3 separate regions of the Mus musculus genome follow, and all the other regions are linked to region 3. Evidence: chromatin contacts called from public Hi-C and HiChIP or PLAC-seq data. All regions are on one chromosome and are shown on one strand. The core of a region is the stretch at or near the end of the contact, and the rest is flanking DNA. Distances in the headings are between cores, read along the strand shown. Region 1 overlaps Plekhb2 (pleckstrin homology domain containing, family B (evectins) member 2). Region 2 overlaps Dst (dystonin). Region 3 holds the start of Imp4 (IMP4, U3 small nucleolar ribonucleoprotein).

Region 1 (3,754 bases), core at 1,077-3,576, 430 kb after region 3:
GTTTCTTCCATCAGGTTATTTAGTCAGACTAGTGAGAAAGTTAACTAAGACAACACCCTCCTCAGCCAGCCGTCGCAGTTCCAGTGTTACCTGGCGGTGTTCACCTTCCTCCAGGTTTCCGGCATCTTGATTTCTTCTCTTATTTGAAGTAAAAGTTCAAAGAGAACCACGGTGCCCACTTCACCCATAAGATCTCAGCCTCCGGGCATGGTGGCTTTAATCCCAGCATTGGGAGGCAAAAGTGGATCTCTGTGAGTTCAAAGCCAGTCTGGTCTACAAAGCAAGTACAGGACAGCCAGGGCTATTACACAGAGAAACCTTGTCTCGAAAAACCAGAAAAACCAACCAGCTAACCCACCAAGCAAGCAAGCAAACAACCCCCCGCCCCCCGCAAACAACCAAAAAGACTTTAGCCCTCAGCTTCAAAAGCTATGGCGACCTTGGCCTTGCCTGTATCCCTAATACTAAGAAACCATAAATCCTGTAGTATCCCTGGCAGTGCCTCCTCGTGCCCAAGATCGTTGTGGTTGACATTTTCATTCTTAGGTGGGACTCTAATTTTTCCAGTATATATACAGAAAAATATAGGAAAGTACAAGAGGCTTACAGAAGAATTTGCACAGGTGGGAAACAGAGTCGAAAGCTCAGTGGTCGCAGCTTTTGTTGGCCAGAGCTACTTTACCTCAGAGCTCACTCCGTGCCCCCTTCTTTGACCAACAGCCCCTGCCCTGGAATTTCACATCAGTGAGCCATGCAGTTAGCAAAATCCCAGTGCAATCTACGTGTGGATTTTTAAAAGTTACTTTTTACCTTTCCACTGGGGCACACACAGGTTTTAGACTACAGAAGAGCATCTGTGCACTTGTGATTGTGACCAGATGGACTGATAAGGGTAGTAGCCCTTGGTCTATAGGCAGTCGAGCTTCAGGTACCTTCCCGGGCCAAGAGTGCCCCGCTCTGGCTTGGGGCTGAGCCGGGACTGGCTGCTGAACTCAGGGTGTTTTAGGAGGCTGGAGGCTGCCCCTGCTCCAGCAGGGTCTTTGTGATCTTTTCTTTGCTGAGTGAATGTGCTCTTGGTCCTAGCTCTCTTGTCTCCCACAGGCTTACGTTGGTTCAGCAATCCTGTCTGAAGAGACTGCAGTGGCCGCGTCCCCGCCTCCCTACGCAGCCTATGCTACACCAACCCCTGAGGTAGGGAGGTTTGAGCAGAGCATACACATGAGGGAAGCCGGGGCTCTCTGCTGCTTTCCCATTTCTGTTGGTCTCTTTTCTTCTGTTTCTGGTTGTAGTTTTGATCTTAATCTTAAGTCAGTCTCAGGGAAATTAGAAATACACTCCAAGGCTTCCCTTTTTATCATAGTATTCCTCTTTGCTTAGATGAAACAGATCAGCTCTTGGAGCTGGTGATGTGGTCAGTTGATGGAGTGTTTGCCTAGCAAGCTGGAGGTTTTGGTCCCCAGCACTGTATAAACTGGGGGTAGCTACACAAACCTGGACTCCTGATCAGTGCTTGGGATGCAGGAGCAGGGCAATTAGGAGATGCAGATCTTTCATGGCTGCACAGGAGGCCAGCTTAATCTAGAGAGTCTATCTCAAATTAAGCAAAAAACCATATATATAATATATATATATATGTATGTATATATGTGTATATATATATATGTATGTATATATGTGTGTGTGTATATATATATATGTGTGTGTGTGTGTATGTATGTATGTATATATATATATATATATATATATATATATATATATATGGTATATGTGTGTATATGTGTGTGTGTGTGTGTATATGTAGTGCCTGCATCTGTAGCACACAGGTAGAGGTCAGAGGGCAACTTGAGAGTTGGTTCTCTCCTTCCATTCTGTGAGTCCTGCAGATTAAACTCAGGCCAGCAGACTTGGCGGTAAGCACCTTTATCCAACGAGCCATCTGGCCAGCCCTGGATCCGTTTATCTGTATTAACTGCAAAGCCTTGCAAGGTTTCTGACAAAGCTGCTGTAAGCCAATGCATCACGCTTAGAGAGAAGGCGTGTTTGCTGCTCTGAGCCTCGTGGACTTCTCTGTTTGTCACTCTGCTTTTATTCCTGGCTTTCTTTATTTTATTTTTGTTTTGTCAACATTTTACAGTTTTCAGCATAAAAATTTAGTACACGTTCGTTGGATTTATAATTATCCCATTATTTTCAAATGGTTGTATGTAACTGTCTGTTTTTAAAAGATACACTTTATTTTGTGTGTATGAGTGTTTTGCCTTCAGGTATCTGTGAGCACCTCATGCATGCAGTACACCCCGAGGCCAGAAGAGGGCACCAGATACCCTGCAACTTGAGTTAAGGGCAGTTGTGAGCCCTGTGAGCCATGTGGGTGCTGTAAAGGCTTGATCACTTTCTCTTAGCTTCCCAAAATCTGGAGTTACAAGTGTGCAGCGCCACACCCTGGCTAGTTCCAGAACTTGTATTCTTTGTATATTAATATATAGTATGTATTATACTGAGTTTTTCTTATATGTTTTTTTTTATTATTTTGGGTAGAGTTTTTAATTTTTTTCATTTAAGTATGTTCATTTCCTAATTATTAACTGAAAGATTTTTATAATAATTACTTTAAAATCCTTTCTAGAGGGCCAAGTGTGATGGCGTACCCCTTTAATCCCAGCAGTCAGGAGGCAGAATCAGGCAGCTCACCATGAGTTCGAGGCCAGCCTGGTCTATATTTCGAGTTCCAGGACAGCCAGGGCTATACAGAGCAACCCTGTCTTGAAAAAGTTCTTTCCCGAGCTGAGTGTGGTGGTGCGCACCTTTAGACTCAGTTCTCAGAAGGCAGAAGCATGTGGATTTTTATGAGTTTGAGGTCAGCCTTGCCTACATAGAAAGTTCTAAAGAACTAGTAGACTGTGGCAGGAAAAAAAATCTTTTCCGTAAGAGACGCTATCTCAAGGGAATAAGGTGTGGGAGTAGAGGGAGTGAGAGATTGGGCGAGCACACCCAGTGTCCTCTTTTGGCCTCTGCATGCATGCATGGGCGTGTATACCTTCTATACATGTACATTTGCCCCTGCACCATACATTGCACAACATATATACACCAGAGCCCAATACACAAGTCCTTTCTAGATAATTCTAGCATCTTTCACCCTAGGTGCTGGGTTGGAACCTAGCCTTTCTTGCATGCCTAGCAAGCTCCGCCCAATGAGCTGCACTCCAGCCCACATCTGACATCTCTACAGTCTCAGTGTGGGCCTTCTTCTGTGTCATTTTGTTTGCGATCTTGGCTGTTCGTGCTAAAAGTGATTATTGGTCAAAACCCTGACATTTTAAACATGGAGAGACTCGGATCTTGCCAGGTGGAGTCCAGATTCTCAGCCCACAGCGGGGGCCGGGCTCCAGCTCAGGAGTTTAGATTTTCTCTGAGTCTCCTTAGAGCACTTTGTTGGGAAGAGAGGACTGCCCATTACTGCTCGACTTCCACTGACAGGTGCATGGTGTCCGGCCAGCTGACCCACCCCCACAAGGCCTTTAGTGGTTCTTAGGGGTGGGGAGGGCAGATTGCCTCTGCTCGGCAGTGATGGACTCTGTGGCTCACTCCTCGGTCTGCTGCATGGTAGAGTGAGTGCCTTGTTATCTGGTCTACACCAGATCCTCCACGTGCATCCTTTTCTGGCTGTACTCTAGGGGGTCAGGGGAGGCTTGCTGTAGCTGTTGTAGTTGTAGTTGAGGCTGTTGTAGCGCATGCTGGTTAGGGCTTCCAC
Region 2 (3,407 bases), core at 291-2,790, 410 kb before region 3:
AATTTTTAATTATGTACCTGTGTGTGACTGTGTCTGGGTTTGTTCTATGGCTTGTGCGGTTGTTTATGGCTGAGGTGGTTGTCAGTGGCCTTGACTGTTACTGTCAGGGACTGATTTGACGAAAGACTCTGGCTTTTTGAGGTGTCCAGTGTGCAGAGAAGATGCTGATGTGAATGAATGGGATAGACAAATGCTACCTTGGTTTCGAAGATGTTCCATCCTTACGGGGCGTGGTTGTTTTGCTCATTTAATTTTATTTTTTCATTTATGTATTTAAAAATCATGTAAGACATTATTGGAGCATCACGATATCCACAGAGAAGGACAAAGCTGATGCTGTTTTCCTTTATGAGACCTTGGAGACTTGTTGAGGAGCCTGTAAGGTTAACTGTGGGACAGTGGTGGAGTTGAACATGTAGGATGGGAGAAACGACACAAGACAAACCTCTGAGAGTAACTTTCTGTGACCTTGGGCCTACTCAGCATGTCTGCGCCCATATAGAGCCTCATAAAGTCCCTCACAGGCAAGAATGAAAGAATTTTAGAAAACCAGTGTTTCTTTGGAATAAAAGTGATCCCCAGAATTATAAAAGGTACCTGATTTAAGAGATGATGTAGAAGTTCAAAACAGAGAGAAAAAGCTCATTTTACATTTAAAAGAAGTATTATAAAGCAGAAGATGGAATACTTCCGGAGTTTGGGAAGCCACAGAAAATATGTAAATCCCCTAAATATGTCCACTACTGTGATAATCCTGGGCGTATTATAAATGTTCAGTATATATATTTAAAAACCAAGCGAGTGAGTTTCTTTTAATGAGGGCTTTTTAAATCAGTTTACTCTAAGTAATAGCTGCTTTTAAGTACAATAACCAGACTGTCACTTGCAAGGCTGCCAAGTTCAAATAAGCAGTAACTCTTCTAACTTGTAGGAAGCATTCAGATCACCTTACACTGTGCGTAGAGTTTGCACATAAGTCTTTGCCACTTTGAGGTACATAATTCATCATATAGGAAGATGAGCAAAGTGAACCGTTACCACAGTGGATGATGACAAGAGAAAAGTAGGAGATGGGGTTGATTTAAACAGAGATACCGTAAGGCCAGAAGCACAGAAAACTTTCCGAGTAGCAGCTCTGAGTGGGAGGGTATCCTTAGACAACAGCCATGGTCACAGACAAGCTGGCTGACACATTGTACACATTTGTTGGTAATGCAGAGAATCTTATTACCAGGCAGTAGCTGTCAAGTCCTCTGGCTCATTTAAACATAGGATGGCACTGTGTGGCTTGGGCAGTTGATGGTTCTCTCTCTGCAAGTGTGCATATCCTTACACGTGTGTGCACACCTGGGGCAAGACACAGCCCCTCGGCTCTTTGACGCTTGCTTTTGAGTATCTATTGGTTTTCTGGTACATTCATGTTGTCTTACCCCACTTGGATGAATGGCTTTCTTCACTTGAAGGGGACTACTGTCCCGTGCTGTGTCCTTACCCCATGTTTCCTGTGCACTGGTGCCTGGAAACTCCCCAGACAGTCAGCTGGGGAAGTTAACAGTAGGACTCAGCTTGTCTGCTTCCCCCTTTGAGAGGTTGTCTGTACTTTCCGTTCTCCACTGTCTAAAATTTGTGCTTGCATGTATATTGTCTGTATTCTCAGTTATTAAAAAAAAAAATAAACCTAGTACCTGCTACCAGGTTTTTCTCGTGAGAGAAATACCTTTTCTTCTTTAAAAAGTCCCTTAAAAAGTAAACAGGCTCTGGCTCACTCTCGTTTTCTCTCTCTGTCTGTCTCTGTCTGTCTGTCTGTCTCTCTCTCTCACACACACACACACACCCACACATACTAGGCATAGATTTTCTTTTTTTACTTTGTCGTTTGTCATTTGAGACAGGTTCTCTGTGTGTTCTATTTCAGAACTCTCTACTTAGACCAGGCTGGCATCGAACTCAGAATCCACTTGACTTTGCCTCCCTAGTGCTGAGATTAAAGGTGTCTACCACCACTCCTGGCAGATATTCGTTTTAATAGATGGGTTGTAGAAATGTTGATTTGATCTCAAAGTCCTTAATACAGAATTTGTCTAACCACTCCTTCTGTTCAGTGGAATCTCTGAACTGAACTTGGCAAAGACAAGAGTGTGTACACTGACCTTGGCATCAGGTTAGGAAATATGGAAATCAGTGTGTGTTTTCCCACTGGTTTTAATATTCCTATTTGCATGATCATTAAACCTGGGTCAGTTTAATAAAATTCTTTTATCAGAGTAGGGCAGACAGGGAGTAATTCTTTTTTTTTTTTTTTTTTTTTTTAAAGATTTATTTATTTTTATTGTATATAAGTACACTGAGCTGTCTTCAGACACTCCAGAAGAGGGAGTCAGATCTCGTTACGGATGGTTGTGAGCCACCATGTGGTTGCTGGGATTTGAACTTCGGACCTTCAGAAGAGCAGTCGGGTGCTCTTACCCACTGAGCCATCTCACCAGCCCCGGGAGTAATTCTTATGGTGGTGGGCAGTACCTCTGCTCTGAGTAACGGCAGACCCAGTGCTGGGGTCACACAGGAGGGGGTTACAGGAGGTAATTTGTCTTAGTCAGGGTTTCTATTCCTGGACAAACATCATGACCAAGAAGCAAGTTGGGAAGGAAAGGGTTTATTTAGCTTACACCTCCAAACCGCGGTTCATCACTAAAGGAAGTCAGGACTGGAAATCAAGTAGGTCAGGAAGCAGGAGCTGATGCAGAGGCCATGGAGGGATATTGCTTACTGGCTTGCTAGCACCAGCATGCTGTGTCTGAACGTTAGGCTCATAGGACTTGCTGGTAGCAGAGTTGTAACTTTAGCCCAGGTGTTTCCATCTCTGGGGTAAGACTTCTAGTCCTTAATTATACTGCGCCCAGCACCTAGACTCACATGGAATGCCACCTCATCTCCCTTGCTCTAAATAAGCACAGTGAGTCGTCAAGGTCCAGCCAGCCTGCTCCTGTCAGGATTCATTCTGGGTGTGTAAACGCTGCCATGCCACACTTCTGATATGAACTGAAGCTTTCGTTTAGCTGGTCACTTTAATACGTTCCTCGTGCATGTATTGTATCACGTCCCCGCAGGACATGCGGCCAGCAAATGGAAGGCACTGGCTGCCTGACTTAACAGTGTGGAAAGTTAATCTTGTGTTTCAGCTGGAGTAACTACGGGCTCGTTTGATATTGACGTAGGTTAAGTAATGTCAGAAGGTCACAACAATTTGGAGAGGTATCCGTACTGTGTCTAATGACAGTTTGGCACCGACCTTCTAGGTATTAAGGTGGCCTTCATATTGACCCCTGCTGATCAGTCTTGTTATTTATAAGGGACACTGAATGGGTCAGGCTTTGGCAATGAAGAATAGGCAAGGCCATTGTCTGATG
Region 3 (3,475 bases), core at 384-2,883:
TGAATGCAAAACTCATCCCACTATAAAAGAGTCCACCTTTAACTGTGTAGAGATTAAAGTACCAGAGCAAACTCCATTTTGTTCTCAGACTCCATTTTAAGCTAACCTGCCCTCACAATGACTTGGCTCCCACCCTTGAGTTCTGAAAAAAACAAAAAACAAAACGAAATGAAAAGCAAAAAACAACCAAACAAACAAAAATCCGAAATATTCTTGGCAGTTGCAAAACAGACGTAATAGCTGTGGTCAGTCGATAATAATGGGGTGGGCTAAGAAAACATGATTCGTTCCCAGGTGAAGATGCACCTTTTAGATGTGTGGTCCCTCCTTGTGGTTTGACCAGATGCTGTGAACCAATCAGCTTAAACGCCAACATTCCTTTAACCCTCTTACCCAACCATGTTATGTCAAGGAGGCTTGGAATACACCCCATTCCCTTAGACCTCCTCGGGCGGCTCTCCTATCCTGTTACTTGAACCCTACCTATCAAAGTATAAGAACCCCACCCTCCCACACCCCCGCCCCCCAGACATTCAACTCTCCAGCTCAGACGCTCTCCATTAATCAGATTCCGAATGAAGCAATTTCCTTAAATGTTCAATGAGTTTTGTCTTTAGCGCTGAGTAAGGGCTGACAGGTGGAAAGGAGACTTACATGCTTCGCTAGGCCCCACTTCCTCGGGGGTCTGGGCGTCAGCTTTGATCACCCTGAAGGTCTGGGGTCCATCCTGGGCCTCGCTGGGAAAAAAAAAAAAAAAAAAAAAAAAAGGGAAGTTGGATCTCTGGCCGCGCCGGCCTAGGTCCTGCCCATCCACTCTCCAAGGGGGGGGGGGGGGGGGGGCGCTCACCTGGCACGCACGCAGACCTGAGGCTCCATACGCGAGGCATACTGCAGGGGTCCTACCGACTTGGCTCCCATGGCATAGCGAGCCTTGGCAAGTGAGAGCCAACCCTGGGGAGACAGGAGAGACTTGAGACTGTTTTCCCTCCCTGTGCCCGCTTTCTATCCCTCCTTCCATTCCCCGTGGCCCACCTCCTCCACCCTGGCGTTCAGCGCCGCCCGCTTCGCCTCCAGTTCCTCCAGGTCACTGAGCAGCTGTAGGCACTTGGAGTCCAACTCCTCTCGCAGAGCCTGGACCGCCATGGCCCAGCCAGTCTTGGGACACGCGCGGATGGGCGGAGCCACTTCCTTCCAAGCCGCCGAATCACTGCGCGGCCATGTGCATGACAGCCAATAAGCGCTCAAGATCCGCCCTTAGGGGGGCAGTACTAATCGTGACCCGGAAGTCAAAGGCTTCAACTTCCGGGTGATCCCTGTCACCAGCCAGGACGCGGATTAGCGCCTGGAGCGGGATACTTCTCGAATCCGATGGCTACCAAAAGTCGGACCTTAACTTGAATCTAGGAAGCCATGCGCACAGTTCCTGCTTTTACTCTTCGCTAGCCTGCTGCCTGACCAGCTCAAGCACCGGTGAAGCCGCAGACGGACTAACTAATCAGGACGGTCTTAGACCACGTGACATCCCAAATCCGGGTAATTAATTGGTTGCCCGTCTGACCAATCACCTTGCGACGCCCTCCTCCATTCGCCATCTTAAGATGGGGCACTCTGACCGGCAGTGGAATCGAGTGAAGCCTCTAAAGGCCTTTTTGGTTGAGGGCGGAAGTGATCACTGCGTGGTGCCAGCAGCGCCAGAAGAGTTGGGACTCGTGAGGGAGCGGCGCTCATCATGGTAGGATGTTTTGATTTCCTGTTCTGGTTTAGCGGGAAAGAAGGGGACTACGGGAGGGCTGAGTTGTGGTCCTCGGTGCTCCGAAGTGGATGGTGACCCTGTGTGTTCTCTAGCTCCGTCGGGAGGCTCGCCTGCGCCGCGAGTACCTGTACCGCAAAGCCCGGGAGGAGGCGCAGCGATCCGTTCAGGAGAAGAAGGAGCGAGTCAAGCGTGCTCTAGAAGGTAAGGCCTCCCTGTGCTGGTGGGTTACAAGTCCTTGCTCGAGCATACTACACGGAGGTGTAAACGCATTTGAACTTAATGTATTTGTATCAGGGTGGCTGGTCATCTTTCCTTTCTCTGCTCGTTAGGTAGGACCTCACTGCTCACTGGTTTCTGAATGATCCCACCATGTGATAGTATGGCCGTTTATGCTACAGTTGCCCATGTCTACAGGTTGATTGCCAGTTTTGCTTACAGAATATCTAGTTTTTATTTAGTTTTAAAACATTGCCTCTGTCGGGTGGCGGCGGCGCACGGTTTCAATCCCAGCCCTCGAGAGGCAGAGACAGGCCGATCCCCGAGTTCGAAGCCAGCCTGGTCTACATAATGAGTTCCAGTACAGCCAGAGCTAAAACAGAGAATCCCTGTCTCGAAAAACCAAAAACCAAACCAAATCAAGCAACAAACCAACAAAAAACCTTTGCCTCATCTAATTGATTCCCATCTTAGGGAATGGGTCTGCAAGAATCCTTGGTATTTGTTTTTGTTGTCTTCTTCAAAACAAAATTAGAAAAACCTGTTATTGATTGTTATAATTGTCTTGCATTTTAATTCTTCTTCCATTTAGAATTTGACATTCGTTTTACAGGTTAGTTTAAAACTTTGCCTTACATTAATTCACATTTTCATTTGCCCTAATAAATGAAGATCCTCTATCACAGAGCTTAATTGGAAATGTTCTATTTATCCCTATTTTGCTTTTGTATCTAAGGAACTTCATGTCTCCCGCCTGATTGATAGTACAATATCCCTGGTGCCAGTAATTAAATTCCGTTCCTGTAATTTAGGACTATAAAGTATATGTGTGTCATGTAACGTTTTTTTGAGTTAAGAAGCATAATGTTAGGGCTGGGATTGTACCACAGTTGTTAGAGAGTGCTTCCTAACATGAAGGAGGCTCTGGATTCTGTCCCCAGCCTGACTCAACTGTGCCTGGGGGCCTATGTCCCAACACTGGTAAGGTGGAGGCTAGAGGATCAGGAGTTCAAGGCTTGCTTTGGCTGCATGAGTTTCAGATCAGCCTGGGCTATATAAGCATAATGTTAAGTATCTGTGACCCATTACCATAACTTAAAAAAAAAGTTTTAAAAAAATGGCTCAAGGATTCAGAGCACTTCCTGCTCTTTGAGAGGACCCAAATTCATTCCCTACTACCCATATAGAGTGACTCACAACTGTCTGTAACCCCAGGGATCCAGTGTCCTCTGGCCTTAGCAGCTACCTGAACACATGTGAACTCAGGCAGGAACACATACACAGAAAAATGATCAATATATTAGCATTTGCAACCATCTATTATTAACTATATTATTATTAACTATATTAAATATTGCATTAAAAGAAACTGTTGTAAGTATTATTTGTGTTCACATTATGCCTACTTATATCCCTAGGTTATTAGCGTATGTGTTTGGCTTTGTATTTGTTTGGGTTGGGGGCTCAGTATTGTTTCTAAGATGCAGAAGGAATGGTTGGACTTTT

The links. Hi-C and Micro-C count contacts between places; a contact is called where the count stands out from the background. HiChIP or PLAC-seq counts read pairs in DNA pulled down with a chosen protein or histone mark.
Region 1: a contact with region 3 is called in a Hi-C map of rod photoreceptor, with 2.9 times the contacts expected there. The contact joins the enhancer-like site here to the promoter of Imp4 in region 3. A contact is called at or near these places in 2 of 39 promoter capture datasets (liver and neural stem cells), 1 of 15 datasets of contacts at CTCF or cohesin (the NIH/3T3 cell line), 10 of 484 Hi-C or Micro-C datasets (B cells, CD4 T cells, CD8 T cells and 5 more), 5 of 115 datasets of contacts at active chromatin or transcription factors (bone marrow-derived macrophages, effector CD8 T cells, pancreatic cancer cells and 1 more) and 3 of 9 other capture datasets (adipose tissue, liver and macrophages).
Region 2: a contact with region 3 is called in an H3K4me3 HiChIP or PLAC-seq map of bone marrow-derived macrophages, with 2.8 times the contacts expected there. The contact joins the enhancer-like site here to the promoter of Imp4 in region 3. A contact is called at or near these places in 2 of 39 promoter capture datasets (the C10 cell line and stem cell-derived epiblast-like cells), 5 of 484 Hi-C or Micro-C datasets (LSK cells, embryonic stem cells, regulatory T cells and 1 more), 12 of 115 datasets of contacts at active chromatin or transcription factors (the 230-238 cell line, astrocytes, bone marrow-derived macrophages and 7 more) and 1 of 9 other capture datasets (adipose tissue).

The regions. Positions count from the first base shown.
Region 1 is chr1:34,865,040-34,868,793 of GRCm38.p6, forward strand. It overlaps Plekhb2 (pleckstrin homology domain containing, family B (evectins) member 2), which reads left to right. Exons shown (of 8, transcript NM_145516.2): 6 at 1,102-1,191. Among named protein-coding and RNA genes, the nearest start is that of Plekhb2, 17 kb to the left of the region's middle. Within about 2 kb of position 2,327, at least 20 of the 459 cell types and tissues checked have an H3K27ac peak or open chromatin away from gene starts, as enhancers often do. A contact at or near this core is called in B cells, CD8 T cells, neural stem cells and 1 more, where this site is marked.
Region 2 is chr1:34,027,436-34,030,842 of GRCm38.p6, forward strand. The region is part of intron 4 of Dst (dystonin); the gene reads left to right. Among named protein-coding and RNA genes, the nearest start is that of Mir6896, 88 kb to the right of the region's middle. Within about 2 kb of position 1,541, at least 34 of the 459 cell types and tissues checked have an H3K27ac peak or open chromatin away from gene starts, as enhancers often do. A contact at or near this core is called in bone marrow-derived macrophages, microglia and regulatory T cells, where this site is marked.
Region 3 is chr1:34,438,196-34,441,670 of GRCm38.p6, forward strand. It overlaps Imp4 (IMP4, U3 small nucleolar ribonucleoprotein), which reads left to right and starts at 1,634. Exons shown (of 9, transcript NM_178601.3): 1 at 1,634-1,732; 2 at 1,846-1,954. The coding sequence starts at 1,730. It overlaps Ccdc115 (coiled-coil domain containing 115), which reads right to left and starts at 1,477. Exons shown (of 5, transcript NM_027159.2): 1 at 1,033-1,477; 2 at 848-951; 3 at 655-737. The coding sequence starts at 1,143.